Linked DNA regions of Mus musculus: region 1 is linked to region 2. Evidence: chromatin contacts called from public Hi-C data. All regions are on one chromosome and are shown on one strand. Each heading gives the region's core, a stretch centred on a gene start, on an enhancer-like site or on the middle of the called end of the contact. The rest is flanking DNA. Distances are from core to core; before and after follow the strand shown. Region 1 overlaps Abcc12 (ATP-binding cassette, sub-family C (CFTR/MRP), member 12). Region 2 has its middle 91 kb from the start of Abcc12.

Region 1 (7,106 bases), core at 1,710-4,209, 60 kb after region 2:
GTTCTCCGGCTTTCTCTTGCCTCTGCATCACTTCCACGTGCTGCTTTGACCTCTTGGGAAGGAGAAGAGCAGAGTGGCACGAGGAAATGATCTAGACCTGACTTCCAAAAGTCATTATGTTTCAGGCGCTCTGCTGGCAACCTCACGGACAGTTTCTCACTTCACCTCTGCAGGGCTCTCTGAAGTTAATTCTATCATTTCCCTGAAGTTAATTCTATCATTTCCCTGAAGTTAATTCTATCATTTCCCTCCTCTGTAGATTAAGAGACTAAGGTTAAGAGTGCCCAGTTTTATGACCTGGACATTGATGACACCAACGGACCTGCTGTCGTGGAAAGGGAAAGTTCATGAGGCCTCAACCTTACACAAAGGACCACAGGCAACTAAGGACTGCTGAGAGCAGCAGAAATCGTCTTCCCCAGGGAAGGGCACACCGATGAGCTATTCAAAACCAAATGGTCAGCCTGAAAACATGCATACAAGTAACACTGTATGGATCGAACAGATTGCATTTTTATATTTAACAATACATACACAGAATATACACAACAACAGCAAGTAAAGCAAAAGAGGTCATGAAAGAGAACAAGTGTGGGGTGCACAGGAGGTTTTAGAGGAAGGAAACAGAATTTGGGAATGATGTGATTGTATGATAATATTAATTAATCAAAAGAGGGGACAATTTCTTGCTCACAGTGACCCCAAAACAAAAAGAAAGGATGAATGCATTAAAGGTTCTCTTTCCCCACTTTTATTTCATCTGGGTCCCAACTCAGGAGAGGATGCTGCCCTCATTTAGAGTGGGTTTTCCTTGTTGGCAACTGTATCTGGGAATGTTCTCAGAAAGAACCCAGTAGAGGGTTTAGACCTTCAAGGGTCTTCATAACCTGGTCAAGTTGACAGTTGGCATTACCCTGTGTGAGCACACTCTACAACACACCACCGTCCTCGCTTCCCAAAGCGATAACCGCTGTTTTACCACTCCTCCTCTATGCAGACAGGGGATGCCTAGCATGTACTCCCAGGTACACAGCCAAGGGAAAAGATGGTAAATACCGTTTGTGTCCACAAATTCTTCTGTTTCAGGTTCTTTTCCTTCGTCCTTCTCATCTCCTGAAGCCAAGACTAGGATGAGAAATTGTATAATAAGTAAATGGAAAGGTCTGTGTCCACTCAGGATCCAGGGGCAGTGAGAGAGAGGGGACTGTCATCTGACTGTACCAGCGTCTTCATCCCTCTGAGCTGGGCTCTCCTTCAGGGTCTCCACCATGGCTACATTGTAAATGTGCTCTGGATCCTGGAGATAAAATGAAATGACTTCTGAAAGTGAGCCAACAGACCTGTCCCAGGCAGAAAGCCATGAGGCGGGACTCTTAATCCCACTCACCAGGCAGGTGTGCAGTTTACCTTGAATTGCAGTCCCCGGAGGTTGTGGATAAGCTTTGCATAGCGCCCCCTCTCTTCCATCAACTCCTTGTGGGTGCCCTTTTCACAGATCTCTCCATCTTCTAACAGAATGACCTCATCACAAGACTCCAGGAACTGCAGAGACAGTGCATCCATCCACAACAGCACTGCCTCGGTAAGAAAGAGCTCACACCAAACTCCCAGCCTGCTTTCCCAGGTGCACTGAATTACTGGGGTTTTCAATCCTGGCACTATTACCAAATAATCCCTTGTCTTCAGGGGCTGCCCTGTGCATTGTAGACTATTTCGCAGCCTCTCTGGTGTCTACCTACCAGTAGGATGTCTTTCCCTAGTTGTGATGAGCAAAATTGTCTGCAAGCACTGCCAAATGCCCCAGGGGTTGGAGCGGGGGCGGCAATTGAGAACCACTGAGCTAGTCCCCAGTCTTTTCAGTACAGAAGCTGGACTCTGGCTGCAACAATGAGGCAATCAAAACTTCCTTCGATTCTTCTCTGTGAATGAGCTACCCCACTCAGAAATCTGATTGACTATTGTGGAGGCCAAGGTTTGGAAAAGACAGAAAACATGATCCCAGTCCTGTCAGAAGCCCCACCCCACTGAGCCCGGGGAATAGAAACCGGGTCATAGGCCACACCCCCACCAGCTTTAACAGAACAATAACGATGTGAACAATAAATATCACAGGCCCTGTTTTTCTGATTCCGAGACCCTTCACATCCACACCAATCCTTGGATTAAAGAATTCTGCTGAGAGGGATGCCGTTTTATTTTGGAAGAAGAAAGGGCACTCCTCGATTGATCCACCCAACAAAGGGCAGATAGTCCCCTCCTAAAGGCAGGCAAAATGCTGTAAGAGTGGGAACAGTTTGATCTAAAGAAGAAAGCCATCACAGCAGGGCCAGAGTCCCGGATTTGCACTTCTACTCTGCTCAAGGCCAAAATCCCACTTGGCTAAACTTGATTCGAATCCTGCAAGCAAAGGCCTACCACTGATAGTTGTACACCTGATGGGGTGGGTGGTGCCCAAATGCTTCAACCAGAGCAGTTCCAGCAGCATGGATAGCTCTAGCCTCTGTCTCCCCTATCCATGACTGGAGCCCTTCCTCAGGCAGCCCAAGCAGGAACCTGGCTCCTACTGCCCAGTGGAGGGAGACACACCTTCTGCTTCTGACAGAACCTTTCCCTCAAAGACAGACTTGGACCTCAGGCATCATCCTCTGGTGTTCCACAGCCTGATCTTACATCTTATCTCCCAACCTCGGGCAGCTCTCAGCTCAAGAAAGCTGTAAGCTCGGTTAAGCCATTGATTCTTTTCACACGAGGAAAGGAAGCACACAGGGCCCACTACAATCTACAGGCTTTTCTGCCTATGTGTGGGACCACCACCCAGACTTGGGAGGGCCCCGAAAAGGTCCCTCTGGCCAGCAAGCCCTTGGCTCACTCTGGTGACACCAAGTAGCTTTGTGTAGCCGTGCTCTGCAAACACTTCGGAAGCTGAGCCCTTAGTAGATTCCAGCAGCTCGTCAGACTGCTGGCCTCGCTTTGTTTCCTCAAGTAAACAGATGAGTGGCTGTCATGGCCAGCTACTCCAAAGCATCTGAGGTCAGAGCAGCTAGGAAATGTTCTGGAAAGCCCCGGGGCTGCAGTTTGAGGCTGAGCCCTCCCCTCCCCCACAAAGAATGGGATGAAGAGTGTATCAAGATTATGGTGCCATCTGGTGGCCTTCTTCCTCTCCCAACAAGCAAAAAGTGAGCTAAAATGACCTTGGAAAGGTGTGACTGCTGGAGACTCTGGGAAAACACCAGCTTGCCTAAGATCATACTTCGGGCTAGTGAGTTTCAAAGATGGGCTGGGCATGTGGCTATGGTTTATCCTCCAAGAGGGGATAATAGAGGGACAGCTCTGTCTCACACCTGTCAGGACCAAGGCAGCATCCTCCAGGACCCAGGACTCCTCCGGAAGACAGTTCTCCCAGGGCAAGCAGATGCCACAGACTGAATAGTCACAGGCCAGGGCTATGGTAACCACGCTAAGGAATCTAGCTAGGCCACAGACCATTTCTAGGCAAAACATGGGATTCCAGACTGAATCCAGCCAGCCTTCTCCTTTCCTCAGCCCTGGCCTACAGAGGACCTAGGAGTTCTTGTCTAACTAATCTGGCTCATTATTTTATAGAGCTGTGGCTCACCTGCTAAAGAAACCAGATACTCACATGTATAAAATTTGAATGCTTAAAGCTTATTCTGGGGAGCTGTGGGGGGCTGGGTTTCCTGGGTCTTTGAGAGGCCCTCTCTCTTCAGGGTGGTCCTCCTGGCCTCAGCCAGAGGGTACCAACCTACAGGCTGCAAAGTCCTATAGCTATGGCAACCTTACTTGCTGCTTCAGCCTTCACACCTTCACCACCTCAATTTCTGATTCACTGAAAGGCAATGAGATCTGCTTCCTGCCCCCCAGACCAGGCCTACTGAACAAGAAGAAGGGGCTCTCTGCACCAGTGCCCCAACGGGTCACCTCCCAATGTCTCTGGGATGTTTTCTACTTTGAGGTATGCGTGCTCGTGCACACGCACACAAATACATACTCACGTGCAGTATATCTCCCAGACTTGGGAGATTAGAGAGAGAGAAAGAGAGAGAGAGAGAGAGAGAGAGAGAGAGAGAGAGAGAGAATGAGAGGGTAACCTTGAATTATCTTGGGTAGAGAAGGGGCCCTAGATTCCCACCAAGCATTCAGAACCTGTATGTGGGATGGATTCAACAAGGTCTGTGACCATGCAGCCAAATCCTCCAGTTCACTTAACATAAGCCCAGTCTCTTTCTCCAGCAAGATTCACCCTCCTAAGCCAGAGGGAGACTACTGTTTGAATGGGAACAGGATCTAAGAAGGCAGAAGAACCCTGAAGCGTTGCCCATTGGTCCTGGCCTCAGGAGCCTTTCCTGGGCTAGGGGAAGACTGGGGAGTCTGGGCCACTCATCACAAGAGCCATGACTTTCTGGGTGAGGAAAGAAAACAGAGCTTCCATGACCCTCAGACAAGGAACCCCCAACCTCAGGCCCATCAAGTCCCTACTGGAGAATGGGTAGAGCCTGACTTGTCCATGCCTGGCTCCCCATTTCCTTGGCACCAATGGCCCAGATCTCAGAGCCAATTGATCCTACACAATCTACCCAATGGGGGAGGAAAAGTCGTCTCCCCACTGATCCCAAAGACTAAGCCAAAGGAAGTCATACCCAGAGAGGAGCAGGTAGCAATACCAGGAAGCTAGGGATGGCTGCAGGACTCATCAGTGTCTCCTACCATCTCAATCCCCTGTTCAGGTAAAGCCACCTACTGGTGGAAATGGCATATTTAGGCAGAACAGGAGTCTCTTTGACCATCAAGTGCTGCACTCATCCCAAGGCCTCATGGACCACGCACATCCCAGTCACCTGCAACTGGTGGGTAACCAGCACAACTGTCTTCCCTTTGAGTGTCTTCTTAATGCATTCTTCAAAGACATGCTTCCCCACGTGGGCATCCACAGCCGAGAGCGGGTCATCCAGCAGGTAGAGCTGACGATTAGCATACACAGCACGGGCCAGGCTGATCCTCTGCCTCTGTCCCCCAGAGAGGTTGACACCCCGCTCTCCAATCTGTGGACAGGGATAATGGCACTGCCCATCATTATTAAGTCTGCCTGCCACCCCATGGTCTTTGTATATCAGGAGCATTCTAAAACTCTTCAGGACTCGGGGAGACAACACAGCTTGTTATCTCTCTCTGCACATAAGCTCCCCCATGCCTTACGCTAGGCAATGCTGACTGGAAGAATTCCACCCACCCCACCCCCTCACTTCATGGAAGCACAGTGCCAACTGAGAACAGCTCTCTCTGACTCTGAGTAAGGGGTGCCTATCACATGACTCCCAATTCCTGGTGCACAGTCCACTATTGATTGCTAACACCGAGATTTGGCTTTGGTTTTGTTTTTGTGGTTTTTGTTTGGTTTTGGAGCAGGGAACTTTGGAAGAATGTACAGTGAATAGTGAAAAGGAAGGACTGTGCCTGGGAGATGGATCAGGGACCCCTATGTCCACTTCTTCGTGTACAAATGTGTGTGCCATGAAGACACCATCAATCCCTAAAACTTGGCGCCTGATCTGAGGCATGGATTATATGCTCAGTAGACATTTCCTGCAAGATGAAAATCTAGGTTATGTTTTTCTAGGAATCCCGTCCTCCTGAGTACAGAGTGGATCCCACTGTACTCAGATGCCCAGCTTCTAAGCTAGGTGCCATGTGCTGAGAGCTGGGACCTGGGAGCTCAGCAAGAAAAGTGACACATGAACCAGGAGCTCACATTTTAGCACTGGAAACTGGACACACAACACCAGCACTCAACATATTCACCAAGTGCTAGCCAAGAAGCATTAATTGCAGCACTTGGTGTCAAAGCACTACTGACTGTAGACCTCCAAAGTCTCTCTCAGGGGAGCTGCATTAGCTTCTGAAAGTCTAGGAGGTGGCTGGACACCCACGCAGGGTGGCAGGGGTGTACAGATAAAACTTGAAAGGGGAATCCAGAGCCACACACATGTGCTTTCAGAAAGACCAGCCACTCCTGAAAGGCAGAGTGAGAGACTGGAAGAGCTAGTTCTCTAAGATGGTAGTGTGGGAAAGCTCGTCCAAGAGACATGGTATGCTGGGGACAGAGAGGAGGGTGGCAGAGTGGCTCTGGGTCACTTGGGTCAACAAGCTCAACCCAGGACCAGGCAGCTTAGGAGCAAGGTCTGAAGGTGACTCAGCATCCCTGAGCCACACAGAGGCAGAGGACAAGAAGGAGCCCTGAGACTTCCAACCACGGGGAAATGCTCTGGACCACTGTTGTGAGGACAGAGCTGGGCCTCGGGGTTAGAAAGCAGCCATGCAGCAACTCTTCTTGAGATGGAGAAAGGGTTGGAAGTAAGCTATAGAAGCGACCAAGAGGAGTCAAACACAAGCAGGCTTGGGTCCACCTCCACTTGGTGGACCCCAAAGAATCCAGGATAGGCAGAAGCCGGACTCCAGCAGCATTCCCACAGGGTTTCCTGCTTCTGCAATGTGTGGAGATGGATCCAGGTCATCTGGGGAAATGACGTTCAGCTCTGCTTACCTCAGTCAGGTCTCCATAAGGGAGGCTGTTCAAGTCCTTCTGGAGACCACAGACATGAACTGTGTGTTGGTACCTGTAGACATAGAGGCCAGAATGGTAAGACCAGCACAGAACACAGCTGCCTAGGCTGCTCCTGAAGGAACCGCCATTTTTGCCAGCAAAAGGCAGGGATCTTGCTGACATTAGCTCAGGGCTCCCAGGCAAGTTGCCTTGTTCCAAAGACTGTGTCTCCATGACTCAGAGTTGGTCCCTCCCCTTACAGCATTCATGTCATGCAGGGGAAATGGCACCAGGGACTATAAAATCCTGGGGGTGCCAACTGCTATCATTGCTCTTTGAGTCAGAAGGGAGTCAAGATGTGGGCTTAAGTTGTTGAAGATGGCATCCAGGTGAGACACTGGTCTGAATCAAGGCCAGGAGTAGAAGAGAGGATGCATGTGATAGAGCAGCATAGAGTCACATGATTACAAATGTCAACCCTAGCATCTGCCTCTTCTGCTCCATAAGCTACTCTGCCAGCCAGTAGGATTCAGAGACCATGGACTCA
Region 2 (6,422 bases), core at 2,963-5,462:
GCACCTGCTTAAAAAAAAAAAAAAAAAAAAAAAGTTAAGAAATGTGGTCTGTGTGAGTCAGCACCCAAAGCAACCCTCTGACAACTCGGGTTAGCCGAAGACTAGATGAAGACAAGATGAAGGGTCATGAGAGTCATGGCAGCACAGAGAGAAGTGGCAAAGGGACACAGAACTGCATCTTCACCCACACGTAGAGCAGACCCACCATAAATATCTGTTGTGTCAATGAATTAATTGTTGTGTGTAGAGATTAGGGGCTTATTTCCCACATCACAGTTTCAAAATATGAGCAATGGCTCTGACGCTGCAAGTCTAGGTCTAGCCTTAGAGGAGGCAGAAGGACAGTGCCTCGCTGAAATTGTTTTCTTTTATTGAGACAAGGGTTTGCTGTATAGTTCAGACTGCCCTGCCCTGGAACTTTCACAACCCCCCTGCCTCTGGCTCTTAAGCGATTGAATTTTAGGCCTGTGCTATCACACCCAGACAGTTGCAATCATATTGAAATCTGAGTAAAAGGCAGATGTCAACTCATCTGAGGCTTTAATCCAGTTTGTTCTGCTATAATAAAATACCACAGGCTGGGTAATTTATAAAAGTAAATGAATATATTTCTTACAGTTCTGGAGAACAGAAAATCCAAGATAGAGGGGCTATATCTGCTGAGGACCTTCTAGCTACTCTGTAAAGCGGCAGAAACCATCATGTGGGCAAGAGCACATACAAAGTCGAATCCAGCCTCAAGCTCTTTTATGATCAACATCAAACCATTCACAAGGGCGAGGCCCTGTAACCTAAACACCCCTCACTGGGCCTGTCTTCCAGTACTGCTTTACTCGAGACTAAGTTTCCCACTTGTGCTTTGGGGACGAGACTTTCGAGCCATAGCATGAGATCTGAAAAGCTGTGTTGTCCCTGAGCTAGCAGTGGCACTTGTATCTCATGGTATCTTTTGGGCAGGGTGTCTTATGTGAACATCCTCAGGAGGTTGGGGGCAATCGTCACTTCCATCTGAGGGTTCTGAGTGCTGAGCCTTCTACAGAAAAAAGGACAAAATTAAAAACCCTCATAGGGTGTGATTTTTCAGACATACAAATTCATCTCTGTATTTACATAAATCCGGAGATTTCTGTGCTGGGAGCTGTGATCAAAGGAAGAGGAAGTGCCTGCCTGATTTCACGCCAGAAAAGAAGCATCCTTGGAGACTGCGATCCTATTGAGACCCTCAGTGTGTGTGTGTGTGTAGACAAAGTTGCTCAGCCTGATGCATTTAAAACCTGTCAGATGCTTTTCAAGCAGAAAATACATAACTCATGCAGGATCCACAACACTTAAAACCCCCGCCATCATTCCCAGCGGAATTCAGTCTTCCATCTGTCCACCAGCCCCCATTCAGTGCTTCCTGGGTTTTTCAGTTCTACACTCATCCTGGTAGAATTCCTGGAGAGCCCAAGGAAAATGCATTCTGGTCCCGACAGAGCCAGACATCAAACGTGAGGATCACAACTTGTGCCCCAAGCCAGGTCTGGCCACTTATCCTCCATAAGCCAATTAAAAGAGCCAAATTAATAATGAAAAGCAGACAAAGATTTATTCAATGTGGACACACTGGGCAAGGGATCAAAGAGATCCAGTAAACCCCTCAAGTCTGTCTGCTGGGATGCTGAGGTTAAAGTTTAAACAGAGGGCCAAGGATCGGCACATATAAACAGTTCTGTCAAGATGTGGTCCCGTCCACCACTGACCCATCCTTGTCTGGGCTTCAGTCTCATTTTATGATGTGGTCTGGCAGGGTGTTAGAACTTCGAGGACTCACTTTCTGGGACACGAATCCTCCCTCTAGCTGGCACCTTTTCCTTCTCCTGGTGTGAGATTCCTGGGGAATGCCCATTTTCGGGGAAGTGTCCATTGTTTCAATAGTCAGACAGTCACATTGAAGACATAAGTGTCTCTTTAGAATATCTCATTTCTACCAGACCTGTTAGAAGCTGGCCACACTATCCTTTCCTACCCTGGGCCACAGACCCAAAATAGGATGCATCCCCTCTGTCTTAGATAGGGTTTTACTGCTGTGAACAGACACCATGACCAAGGCAAGTCTTATAAAAACAACATTTAATTGGGGCTGGCTTACAGGTTCAGTCAGAAGTTCCATCCATTATCATCAAGGTGAGAGCATGGCAGGCATGGTGCAGGAGGAGCTGAGAGTTCTATGTCTTCATCCAAAGGATGCTAGTGGAAGACTGACTTCCAGGCAACTAGGGTGAGGATCTTATACCCACACCCACAGTGACACACCCATTCCAACCAGGTCACACCTATTCCAACAAGGCCACACCTTCAAATGATGCCACTCCCTGGTCCAAGGATATACAAACCATCACACCCTCCTTCCCAGAGACCACTGGGTCAACAGCTCTGGATAGGGAAGATATCTGTTGGTTCAGAGGGAGGGGTTACTGTATTAGCCAAGCATCTCATAAATGTCAAATAGAGGTCCAGCCCCTTGCATGTTGGTCCTGATGCTCAGAGGGTAGACCATGAGAGGCTTCCATATGCTTGGGCATTAGTGGAAGCCTTCTCTAGACTACTCATCCCTCAACACTCTGTCTTGAAAACGGGGGCGGGGTTGGGGAAGATGGAGGATGGGAGATGGGGCATGGGGCATGGGGAGGCCCATGGCATGGGGCAAGACACCACGGCAGGGAGACCACAAGACAAACGCCAAAGGCTTCCTGTTTGCACAAGGATCTAGGAACTATAGTTCCAAGTTATTTATCTTCTCCTGTAGAGTTTTCTGCTCCTAGGGGAGAACCAAAGACAGTGTGGGCAAAAGTCCTGCCTGGATTTTGCCTCACAAAAATCACAGACCCACCGAAGGACCGTAAAGGGCTAAATTGTAGGTGCGCCCAAAGTATATACTGAAGTCATTGGCCCAGGGACCCTGTAATTAATGCTGCTCCTTTGGAATCCATTTTCAACCAGAAAGAGTGATTTTGGTTTGGTTTGGTTTGGTTTGGTTTGGTTTGGTTTGGTTTGGTTTGGATTTTTTGTTTTTAGGTCTTTTCAGAATGCAAAGATCTCATTTGATAAGCACTGGTGTATGTCCTTCGTGATGAATTGATCATTCTAAGTAAATACTGCCCAAGATGTGAATGACAATAAGAATACTGTGGCCGCTCAGCAACATGGGGAAATCAGACTTCAGCAGGGACCCATTTTCCACTGCCATGTCTTTAAATCACAGGGAATAAAGAAAGCCTTGCATGTTGAATCCACTGTTGCCCCATCCAGGTTCTATTTCCTGATATATTAAATAGCTCCAATTTACAAGTTTTCTTGCTTTCCTAGCTATTCTTAACCATGCTTTCAAAACCCCTCAACTCTTCCCTAGTTCCCCATCCAAATCTCCATCCTGCTTTTCCAAAGAGAGCTTCCAGAGTAGTACTGAACTGGAACAACACTTCCTGCATACAATAGGTACTAAATGAATGCTCAGATAGGTTACACAAGTCCTTTATCTTAATCTTAGCCTGATGGAGAACTACAGAATCAGAAACATACTGACCACGCCTAGCCCCCAACTCTCCTTTGCTCTCTCCCATGCTTGTTACGCAAAAGTCATCACTCAGAATCAGTTTCCCATCGGCATCCTTGGAAAAGTCCCCTCAAAGGAAGAATCCCCCTGAGTCGTGGTTTAGAGATGAAGCACAGAGAACAGCTTGCATCAGCTACACACAGCCGCCTGTACCTACCAACACAAGGCCAATAGGTCAGACTGGGGAGACATTCTGATGGAGCCTCGGTGGCAGGGCCACTGCGGAGGAAGGAAGCCACGGTCTGCCAAATGAGGTGTGGAGCCAAGTACATTACCTAGATCCTAAATCACACAATTAGTCATGAAATAATCTTTGCTTTGTCTTTCTCTCTTCCTCTCTTTGTAAGCAGCTCTGCCTTGGACTCTATACCCCTGACCACAGCAGCCTCTAGTGGCAGCAAGCTGGAGCACACAAGACAGCAAAGGACCCCAGGAGGAAGACTTTGCAGGGTCTGAGGTTAGCAAACATACTGTTATTGCTATGTTCATACCAACATTGTGAAAACGGAGAGGCCTAGGGTTCCCTGTGGTGGGGACGTTGAGTAAGGGGTTAGTAAGAGAGAGAATCTGAGCCTCCCAGCCATTGGTTCAGATGCAAGAAACGGCAGCCAGGCCCTGAGTAGAGTCGTATCCAGAAGAATGAGCTGTCAGAGAGGAGGTGGACCACCAGGCTTCACCCAAGGGCTTATGCCTCTGATTTTCCACATGCCCTCACAAATATCTGACAGCTGCCAAAGTAAGACAAATGTGACAGCATCCTTGACCAAACAGAGAAATTTTCTCTTCCCAGGGAATGACTTAAAAACCTCAGACTCATCGACTGGATGACAGCTGAAGGAACTTTTCCCAGAGAAATCACAACCACAAAAGCACATTGGAAACATTCTAGCAGAGCTTCAGGATATTCATCTCAGCATTGGATGGATGCTGAGCCTGAATCTCACAGGGAGCCTGTCATAGCTTTAGCCGTCAGCTTGACACAAACCTGGAGCCACAGGGGAGAGGGAATCTTAACTGAACGCTTGCCTATGGGCTTGTCTGTGGAACACTGTCTTGATTGATGATGTAGGAGGGCCCACTATGGGTGGTACCATCCCTAGGCAGCTATGAAAGAAAGCTGAAAGTAAGCCTGGGAACAAGCCACTAAGCAGCATCCCTCTATGCTTTCTGCTTAGTTACTGCCTACAAGCTCCTGCCATGAGCTCATGTCCTGACTTTCCTCAGTAATAGACTTTTAAAATGAAGTGCAAGTTGAAATAAATAAACCCTTTCCTTCCCAAGCTATTTTGGCCAATGTTTTATCACAGTAACAAAGAGCAAATGAGAACAGAGTCCACTTTGACAAATCCTTCTGTCCCCCCCACCCCCACCCCCTAGCTCTCCTCTGACACCTAGGGAGCAGTCAGAAATACCAATCTTCCCTGGGCTGGGCAGGAAATGAACTTGTGGACACCTGTGTGAGCTGAGGCCATTCTGGTAACACCCTCACTAACCCATTGTTATAGCAAAATACCTAAGAGTAGAAAATTTTATAAAGGAAATGCATTTCTTTCCTACAGTTCTTGAAGGTGTAAACTCAAGGTTGAAGGCCTGGGCATGGGTATGAATCTGCAGAGTCCTGAGGCAGCTGATAGCATTTACTCAGTGTCTGGGTTAGATCCATACTGCTGTAATAAAGATCACAGCCATAAGCAACTTGGTGAGGTAAAGAGCTGTTAACAAAGAGGGGGAAAGAGAAAGACAAAGCAAAGATTATTTCATGACTAATTTTGTGATTTAGGGTTTGGGTAATGAACTTGGCCCCCTGGCCTTATTTGGCAGTCTGTGGCTCCCTCCTTTCACAGTGGCCCTGCCACAGTGCCTCCATCAGAAAGTCTCCCTAATTCTTGCCACAGCTATTGGCTGTCAGATCTTTATTACAACCAATCAGCAGCAAGACAACCTCTGAGCATTTCTAGATTGCCTTTAGGCAGGTGAGGACGGATGAATATTTACGAAATAGGAAATCCGGTGACGTCATAGAAACGACAAGCCCAAAATCCTACCAGCACTGAGCTCTGTGCTGGTACAGAATTAACAATGGAAAATATAGAGCTGTAGCTTCATACAAAGAAAAAAAGATCAACCCGAGCTTCGGAAGACATTTGCCTCTCCCCAGACACACGGTGAAGCACACTTCAGCTGTTTCTACCGCCTTGCCTTTCAGCGCACCACATTCCGGATTTTGGGAACTCAGCAATGTTGCCTTGTATCCAGATCGAAAACCCTCTTCTCAGGCCTCGGGCTGTCGCTGTCCCTTTCTGAGAAATATGTCCTTCTAGAATCCTTCTGTCCTTCCATAAGTCCTTCGAGATAATTCTGTCAATGGTTCACTCTAGTCTTTATAGCAAACGAGTGCCCACAACCCCTGCCTTAATTAATTCCTGAAGCACTCAGTGAATGCTTACAGTCGACAGGTGTAGGGGCGTGGCCTCAGCTAGCATATAGGCTACTTAGTGAGTCAGTTAAAAACTTAGACAGGAAACCAGCAAAGTGAAAGCATGGCTTATCGGCAAGCATTTCAGAATTCTCAGGACAGAAGGGGCTCCAGAGTGGGGAGACCACCAACTCTAAGGTGTCTAGGGTTTTTATTTGGGTTTAGGGTCTCCTGTCTAGTGATTTCCCCTTCCTGCCCTTTTCTGTTGGTCTAGGTGTGTCTATGTACCCCTTCTGTAGCAGGGCTTAGCTCTTTAATTCTGTAATTGTTGATTGGCTGGGGTAAGAGTGGGTACCCCAAACCCCTCTGCTCTTTGTGGTGTAACAGGTAAAGAGAAACACCCCCATGAAA

The links. Hi-C and Micro-C count contacts between places; a contact is called where the count stands out from the background.
Region 1: a contact with region 2 is called in a Hi-C map of cortical neurons, with 2.8 times the contacts expected there. The contact joins two enhancer-like sites. A contact is called at or near these places in 14 of 484 Hi-C or Micro-C datasets (the AML12 cell line, the C2C12 cell line, cerebral cortex and 10 more), 1 of 115 datasets of contacts at active chromatin or transcription factors (embryonic stem cells) and 2 of 9 other capture datasets (adipose tissue and pancreatic islet).

What each region holds. Positions count from the first base shown.
Region 1 is chr8:86,533,467-86,540,572 of GRCm38.p6, forward strand. Abcc12 (ATP-binding cassette, sub-family C (CFTR/MRP), member 12) reads right to left here. Exons shown (of 29, transcript NM_172912.4): 12 at 6,560-6,632; 13 at 4,857-5,060; 14 at 1,408-1,542; 15 at 1,222-1,297; 16 at 1,057-1,125. Among named protein-coding and RNA genes, the nearest start is that of Abcc12, 30 kb to the right of the region's middle. Within about 2 kb of position 2,960, at least 88 of the 459 cell types and tissues checked have an H3K27ac peak or open chromatin away from gene starts, as enhancers often do. A contact at or near this core is called in cerebral cortex, cortical neurons, neural progenitor cells and 1 more, where this site is marked.
Region 2 is chr8:86,472,044-86,478,465 of GRCm38.p6, forward strand. No RefSeq gene overlaps it. Among named protein-coding and RNA genes, the nearest start is that of Abcc12, 91 kb to the right of the region's middle. Within about 2 kb of position 4,213, at least 34 of the 459 cell types and tissues checked have an H3K27ac peak or open chromatin away from gene starts, as enhancers often do. A contact at or near this core is called in cerebral cortex, cortical neurons, neural progenitor cells and 1 more, where this site is marked.